Regions from separate parts of the Mus musculus genome. Here region 1 is linked to region 2. Evidence: chromatin contacts called from public Hi-C data. All regions are on one chromosome and are shown on one strand. The core of a region is the stretch at or near the end of the contact, and the rest is flanking DNA. Distances in the headings are between cores, read along the strand shown.

Region 1 (3,744 bases), core at 140-2,639, 160 kb before region 2:
GCTAGTAATCCTTGCTTTTCATGGCTGAAGGCAGCAAGCTTTGAGGAGCAGAGATCTGCAGGCAGAACACCCCATGAGGGGGCTGCACCGACGCAGGGGACTGGACTACCCTTCACACTTTAAAACACCTTGGGCTGGGGGTATAGCTCAGTCAGTGGAGTGGTTGCAAGCATGGATCTGAGTTTGATCCCATTGTAATCCCAGAGCTGAGAAGTTGGAGGCAGACTTCTCAGTGGGGTTTCCTGGGCTTCATTGGCCAATCAGCTCAGCTCAGGTAATGAGAGCCTGTATTTCAAAAATCAAGGACCACAGTGCCTGAGGAACAACGGCTAAGGTTTTCTTCTTGCCTCCAGAGGTACAAAACCAACACGTACCTGAACACACACATAACACACACCACACACACACACACACATCACACATTATTACACACCATAACCATACACATACATCACACATACACACCATACCACACCACACATACACACACACATCACACACCCCTACACATATACACACACCATAGCCATACACATACTTCACACATACACAACACAACACACACACACATACCACACACAAACAGCACACCACAATACCACGCACACACACACCCCACACACATATACACACACCATAACCATACACATACATCACACATATACACCATACCACACACACCACACACACATACCACACAAACAGCACACACACACACCACGCACACATGCACACTATACACACCATACACACACATCACACATACCATCCATACACCACACACACACACTCACAAACACACACATCTTTCTCAGAGCCCACAGGGATTCAGAGACTCAGATCTAAAATAAGGGCAGAGCATACCTCAGTCTGACTGAGATTTCTTGGCCTTGCACACACCCCACTTGTTCCTTGCTCCAGTTCTTTCCCTACATGCGTCCGGGGATCAAAGACAGGCCTGAGGACATTTAGTTTCCCTGTCTTCCCAGCGTGGCTCTTCCTTTGCTGTTTCTATTATCCTTCCATTTGATTTTTGGGGAGTATGGCTGGACCTGGTTTTGGAGCCTCTCTACAGTCAGACCTAAGAGCTCCAGTGACAGTCACAGGATTGAGTGTTGCAGCTTTAAGTTCTGGACACAGGGATAATTCCTGAGGAGGAGCCTGTAGCTTTGATTTTGGAATTCCCGGGGTCCTGAGAGATGGGCTGCTCTGCTCCTCCAAATGGCAAACTTGAGGTTAACAACCTTGAATGAAGGCCACTCCACTGCTCTGTTGTGAAACTAGGCCACCTGGTCTGTGACGTGTGCCCTCGCTCTCTCCAGATGGGAGTGGAACAAGGAGAGGCACTGCGTGCCACTGCCAAGCACAATTCACAGGCTAGACCGAGGTGGACCTCAGGCCTTCCACAGACTGCTGCTGCAAAGAAAACAGGCCACACCCCTGCAGCCTCTTTACCCTCACACCTGCTGCGAGGGAGTCCTGATAAGCAAGCTGCTGTGACCTTTGGGCTATTTATTAACCATGCTTGCTGCTTCATGGTGTGGGATCTTCCCCCTCCCTCAGAAACTGAAAGAGAGAAACAAACACATTGTCTGGTAGAACTGAAGGTTCTCTCTCTCTCTCTCGCTCTCTCTCTCTCCCTCTCTCTCTCTCTCTGTCTCTGTCTTTCTCTCTGTCTCTCTGTGTGTGTGTTCTCTCTGTCATGTTGTCTGCAATATTAATATCCTTAATAAATCTCATACCCTCAAGGACAATTCAACTCTCAAATCAAACCATCTCTCCTTTCTTTCTGGAAACCTAATGCTGAGTGTTGATTCCCACAGGCAGGCATCGTTTGGGTGCCTCTGAAGGGAAGGAAGCTCAGTAGGTCAGTCTCAGGGACGAATTGAAATTCAATGCCACATTAATTTAAGAAGAGGCCGGCAAGGACATTGTGGTTTAGCTCAATCCTACCAGGTGTGTGAATGGGGGAAGCTATGTGTTTACAGTCACCACTCCTGTCTGTGGAAGCTGACAAGATCAAAGAGAAGACCTTGACCCTGAGTGACCTTGCCTGGGAGATGTATTCAAACGTGATGGACTAGACAGGCTATTAATACTGGGCAGGGTTCTAGTCATCTTCTTGTCTCTTTTGGTTTATACAGCCTTCTGAGGTAAAGGATTTCTGAAATATGGTGAAATATTTATTAAATTTTGTAAATATTCTGGCCAAAGACTCCTAAAATCCTCAGATTCTCCAAACTGGAAGGGTTTTTTGTTTGTTTGTTTTTATTATTAGTTGGTTTTTGAATGCTAATGCATGGCTGGTAGCTTCAGGGTGGGGCCTGGTCACTGGAAACACTGAGATAGGATTAGAGGGATCGTTTCCTGGGCTGAGGAGAGGGGCTGAAGGCGGATGGTTGGTTCTCAGTGGTCAATGATGCAATTACTCGTGTCTTTGCAGTGGAGCCTCCCTTAAAACACCAAAGAAGCTTGTGAGCAGGAATATGTCTGGAGGATGGTCCTCCCAGTTAGGGTTGCTCCTCCCACCACCTCATCTATATCTGTTGTAATGTCCTTTACAATAACTGGTAAACTTAAAATCATATAAAATACAAGCTCCTGATAAATATACATGTGTAGGGAAGGAGGTGTATGTGCACATGTATGCATTTTGCATGGGATGGCCAGAGGACATTGGGCATGCTCTATCAATGTCTACCTTAGCCCCGGGAGATAGAGTCTCTTACTGAAACTGGAGCTAGGTTGGCAGACAGCAAACCTCAGCAATCCTCCTGTCTCAGCCCAATTGCAGGACCAAATTTTTTTTTTCTTTGGCATGGGAACTTGAACTCAGGTTCTCATGCTTCTGCAGATGGCCTACAGAACGGGGTGTGGGGGGGGGGAGAGCGAGAGTGAGAGCAAGAGAGAGAGAGAGAGAGAGAGAGAGAGAGAGAGACTTTATCTCAGTCTCTGTGTGTACTCACTAAGGACTGCCAATGAAGTAGGTGGGGTAGCACACACCTGTAGTTTCAAAACTCAGCAAGTTGAGGAAGGTAGGAGGATCTCCAGTTCTAGGGCAGCCTGGGCCGTAGAATGAGTTCAGTGTCAACCTGGGCTACAGAGCAAGACTCAGTCTCATCCCCTTCATTCCCAAAGAACTAGGACCCACTGCGGGACAGGCATAGATTATACACATGGGAACACTCTGTTCCCTGGATGAGGCTTCTCTTGCCTCTACCTAGAGGTGGCATCAATCATTCTGGAGGTGTGGTAGACCGTTCAAGAGGCTCCATTGGGCCCGGAGCTGCTGGAACAAGCCAACTTCCTGATAGAGCCACCAGCAGAGGGCAGATGCTTTCCTGAAGTTAAGGAGTCCAGAGCTGAGCTGTCCGGATTGCCATCTGTGTGAGAGAACTGGGAAAATGGTCTGGTGCCTTAGGGAGCAGCAAATGGTTGGGCTTGGCTAGGTTATGAAGATCTGATCGGAAAGGCCACAGTCAGTCCCAATCAGGCAGCTGGCTGTCACAAGCTGTGCGGAGCCAAGGAGCCTCTGCCTCCTCAAGGTCAGTGGGCAAGCAAGAGGAGATCGGGTTTCCAGAACATCTTGGGCTTCCTTATAATCTTTACCTTGCCAGGATTCTACCCACATAGATGTCCCTAAAATCACCTTTTTTGGTCACCCTCTGCAGTTTTGTTTTGTTTTATGACCCACTTTAAATCCTCTGCTTTTGTCATTTCTCTCATGGATACATTTTGCAGAGG
Region 2 (4,185 bases), core at 1,402-3,901:
CTGACAGTCAGACTAGAAAAAAAAATCCAAAGGAGCTGAATAATTTGAAGAATGAGGACTATCTATTATTAATACTACTATTAATATCTATCCCCAGACCTAGAGAGTGGACGGTCTTTTCATACTCATAGAATATTTACACAAATGTATATCTTAATCTGAGCTATTCCAAAATGTACAGCAAGAATAAATTATATCCTCTGATCATAATTAAATGCTACTATAAAAAGATAATGGGAGAATAACCAAAAATCTTCTAACTACTTGGAATAAAAATGACAATTATGGAGTTGCCTGGCAAATTTTAATATTGTGATTACTACATGTTGAAACTTATAGGATGTAGCCAAAGTTGGGCTTGGAAGAGAATGTATAGACTTAAACGTCTCAATTACCAAACAAGAAAACGTGGAAATGAGCAATGAATTAAGTAATCGATTGAAAACTCTGGCATGTGTGAAGCAATGAAATGTTTAGTGCCGGCAGAAGCTAGAGAGAAGCAACAAACGAGCAGGGGGAAAGCGGGAGGGAGCGTGTGAGAGGAAAGCGTTCATCTAATCACTACGTTTAAAAACACAAAATTAAGTTGGATAGCTGAATGGAAGAGGGTGGCAATAAAACAAATTGTTCACCAAGTAGTGAATTAAAAGAGAGGGAAAGCATAATTATTCAAGATTAGAATAAAAGATACGGGAGATGCACTCCCAAGTATATATGACATTTAAGAAATTATAGATATACTCTCTGTATTATACTGTTCATCTGATAGTCCAGATAAATGAAAGACTGACTGGGAAAGTATAAATTATTCAAGATAGGTGAGCAGTGGTGTGGGAACATAGTCCAGTTAGGAGAGTATTTACTTAGCAGGTCCAAAGCCCTGGGTTCTAGCCCCAGCCCTTCATAGCAGTCATGGCTGTCATTCCAGCACTCCAGATATAGATGCAGGAAGGTCAGAAGTTCAAGGTCATCTTTAGTTGGAGACTAGCCTTGGCCATATGAGATCCTGTCTCAAACAAACAAACAAACAAAAAAGGTAGGGTGAGGAAGGTAAGGAAAAAAGTGAAGACTAACCCCACTTTGAAATACAAATGTGAGCTTTACAAATGCAGCATCAGAGTTCCTTCTCAGTGTGTGTGTGTGTGTGTGTGTGTGTGTGTGTGTGTCTGTGTGTGTGAGTCCATAATCAATAATGCCTTTTTTATCTCTGATTATGTACTGTGTTAGTTTCCTTTAGCTACTAGAACAAATTACCACAAACTCAATGATTTAACACAGAGACTTATTCTTTCACCGCCTCAGAAGCCAGAACTCTGCAATTAGTTTCACTGGGCCAAAATGAAAGTGTCAGCAGGGCTTGTGCTGGAAACCCTAGAAGAGGATCCATCTCCCTCCTCCCCCCTTCCCGATGCCTGCACTTGTATTCTTTGCCTTTTCCAGCTTCTATTCCCCATATGCACTTCTTGGCTCGTGCAGCCTTTGCTCCATCCTCAAAGGCCAAAACATCTTCCAACCAACAATTCCCTAAAGCAGATCAATGCTGTGTGTGTGTGTGTGTGTGTGTGTGTGTGTGTGTGTGTGTGTGTGTGTGTGAGTGTGTGTGAGTGAAGTCTCCCTGTTCACATAGATTCACATGCATGTGTTTGGAGTCTGGAGGAAGGCTTCAGATATTGTTTCTCAAGCACCATCGACCGTCTTCTCTTTGAGACAGTATCTCTCATTGGCCTGAGACTGTCTAAGTAGCCTAGGCTGCTTGGACAGCCAGCCCTGGGAATCCCCAAGTCTCTGCCTCCCCAGTACTAGGATCACAGATCAGCAAGCACCATCCAGGACATGGACATTTTTGAGTGTGGAGTCAAACTCAGGACTTCATGCTTGCAAGGCAATAAACTTTTCTGACTTACCCATCTCCCCAGCCTACATTTCTTTTCTGTAGCTTGAAGCCTCCCTCCCTCTGTCTCCCTCTTAGAAGAACACATGATTGCATTAGAAATCTTCTTGTATGGTCCAGGATAATATGCCCATCTTGAGATCATTAGCCACATTTTCAGAACCCTTTGTGCCTCACAAAGTAACCACACCCAGGTAACACTACTGTGTAGGATTTAGATATCTTTTACTAAGAAAATTTTTAGTTAAATTTGGCCCTTGGCCTCCAAATTTTCACATGCATCTACATGCAAAATATAGTCACACCCTAGAAGTTTAAACCCATTACATTGTAAAATATCATCATCTAAATCAGGTGTGGAAAGATTCTGGGTATGATCCACTTACCTCCCTGTCCAAACACTTGAAAACTAGAAAACAAGCTGTCTTTCCTCTCCCCACCCCACCCCAGATTTAACACAGGAGCACAATGTAATGGTTAAAGCTGTCTCCATTCCAGGAGAGGGGATGTGGAGGAATAAGGGAGTCATGGCTTCCCAAGAAATTTCAAGATCTATTAAGATGGATTGCATTAGATTTCAGGCAGGGGGCAGTTCTTAGGGCCTCAAAGTTCTGTTTGCCTAAAGGTCTGCCCTCTGAGTGGGCCCCATCTTTCTGAGAGGCAATGGATGGCTGCTGCTAGTGATGCTGTAGTCCTGGTGCTGCCCCTGGCTTGCTGGAAGCAGATGGCTGCCCTTTATTTAATCTTTTCTTTGTCTCTCTCGGTCACAGTTGGCAGTATTTCTGCTGGACTAACATCCTGAAAACCCTTGTATATCAGAGATCTGAGCCATCAGATGAAAGGATCCTCAACGGATGCTTCTGGATAATCCTACTTCTCTGTTCGGCTTGTCTTGAGATGACTGAGTGTAGCCACGTGTCATGCCCTTAATCATTTCTGCACCAGCAAGAGGCTGCCCAACCACACCCTTGTCTTTCTTTCGATAGCACAGTATCCACATCCTGAATCTCTCCTCTTGATGCTGCCTTTATTTTATTTTATCTTATCTTTTGTAATTTCACTAGGCTGAGAATGTCTCAAACCATCAAGCCATGCTTCCGTTTCTTTCTTGCTTAGCAGATTTTCTCTTTGTGTTTCACATTATTCATAATCAGTAAAGAGGAAACCAGCTGCACCTTCTACACTTTGCTGAGAAATCTTAGCTAAATAGCCAGCTTCTCTATTCTCCTTATAACCAAGGGATTAAATTCAGATGTACTTTCCGCCACTATGCAACAGGATCTTCTTGCCTCTAGGCTTCAGTAACATATCCCCGCCCACCCCACCACCCCCAACTCACCTCCTGAGCCTTCCTTAACTGCATCTTTAACATTCATACTTCCAACAACATTCTGCATATGATATATATGTGTGTGGCAATATAAGCTTCCCACATTCTTCACCTCTTCCTGAGCCCTCGCTGGCTGACTTTAACACCCACGTTTCCATAAACAGTCTGTTCAAGGAAGCTTAGGCTTTTCTTCCCTTGTGCTCCTGAAGCCCACCAGCCTCTTCCCATGATCCAGTCCCAAGGTGGCACCCACGTTTTAGATGCTTGCTATGCTAGTTATCCCAGTCTCAGGCACCGGATTCTGCATCCGTTAGTGAGTCACTTGAGACAGAGAAGCATCAAGTATATGAAGAGCTGATGCTTGTAACTGGGAGGACTTGGCAGTCATTAGGAAGGGCAGGCTGGCATCCTCAAACATATGACTTGGTCGTTAATGTCACTTCTGCTTCTTCAAGGAAACCTCAGACCCACTCAGCTCACACATAAACAATAAAAACAAATTAGGTATAGAAGGAACTTCTCTCAGTGTAATAAAGTCACACATAAGAGAGAGACAAGGGAAGGGTGCCCACTCCCGACTATAGTTTAAAACAGTAGCATCTCTATGCACCAATAGTAAAGTAGTGGGAAAATAAATTGAGCCATCCCATTTATTAAAGCATTAATAAATAAAAATGTTTAGACCTAAACTTAACCAAGAAGGCAAAGGATTCACACATAAAATACTATAAAGCATAGTGAAAAAAGCAAAGATCACATAAGCAAAAAGATAGACTGCATTCACTCGAGGTGAAGGCTCTTCCACTCAGGTATATCACCATAACCCTAGAAAGTCTATGGTTGGGTAGTCCCTAGTCTAGGCTTATGGGTTGGATAAAGTAATGTTGTTAACCCAAACCATCGAAAGCATGCACATTCAAGGGAATCGCTATTGGAATTCCAGTGTCATCTTAAGAAAAGGAAG

The links. Hi-C and Micro-C count contacts between places; a contact is called where the count stands out from the background.
Region 1: a contact with region 2 is called in a Hi-C map of the N1E-115 cell line, with 3 times the contacts expected there. The contact joins two enhancer-like sites. A contact is called at or near these places in 1 of 39 promoter capture datasets (maxillary cranial neural crest), 1 of 484 Hi-C or Micro-C datasets (the N1E-115 cell line), 1 of 115 datasets of contacts at active chromatin or transcription factors (differentiating embryonic stem cells) and 1 of 9 other capture datasets (embryonic stem cells).

What each region holds. Positions count from the first base shown.
Region 1 is chr9:59,269,541-59,273,284 of GRCm38.p6, reverse strand. No RefSeq gene overlaps it. Among named protein-coding and RNA genes, the nearest start is that of Gm39345, 11 kb to the right of the region's middle. Within about 2 kb of position 1,389, at least 73 of the 459 cell types and tissues checked have an H3K27ac peak or open chromatin away from gene starts, as enhancers often do. A contact at or near this core is called in the N1E-115 cell line, where this site is marked.
Region 2 is chr9:59,112,482-59,116,666 of GRCm38.p6, reverse strand. No RefSeq gene overlaps it. Among named protein-coding and RNA genes, the nearest start is that of Neo1, 78 kb to the right of the region's middle. Within about 2 kb of position 2,651, at least 4 of the 459 cell types and tissues checked have an H3K27ac peak or open chromatin away from gene starts, as enhancers often do. A contact at or near this core is called in the N1E-115 cell line, where this site is marked.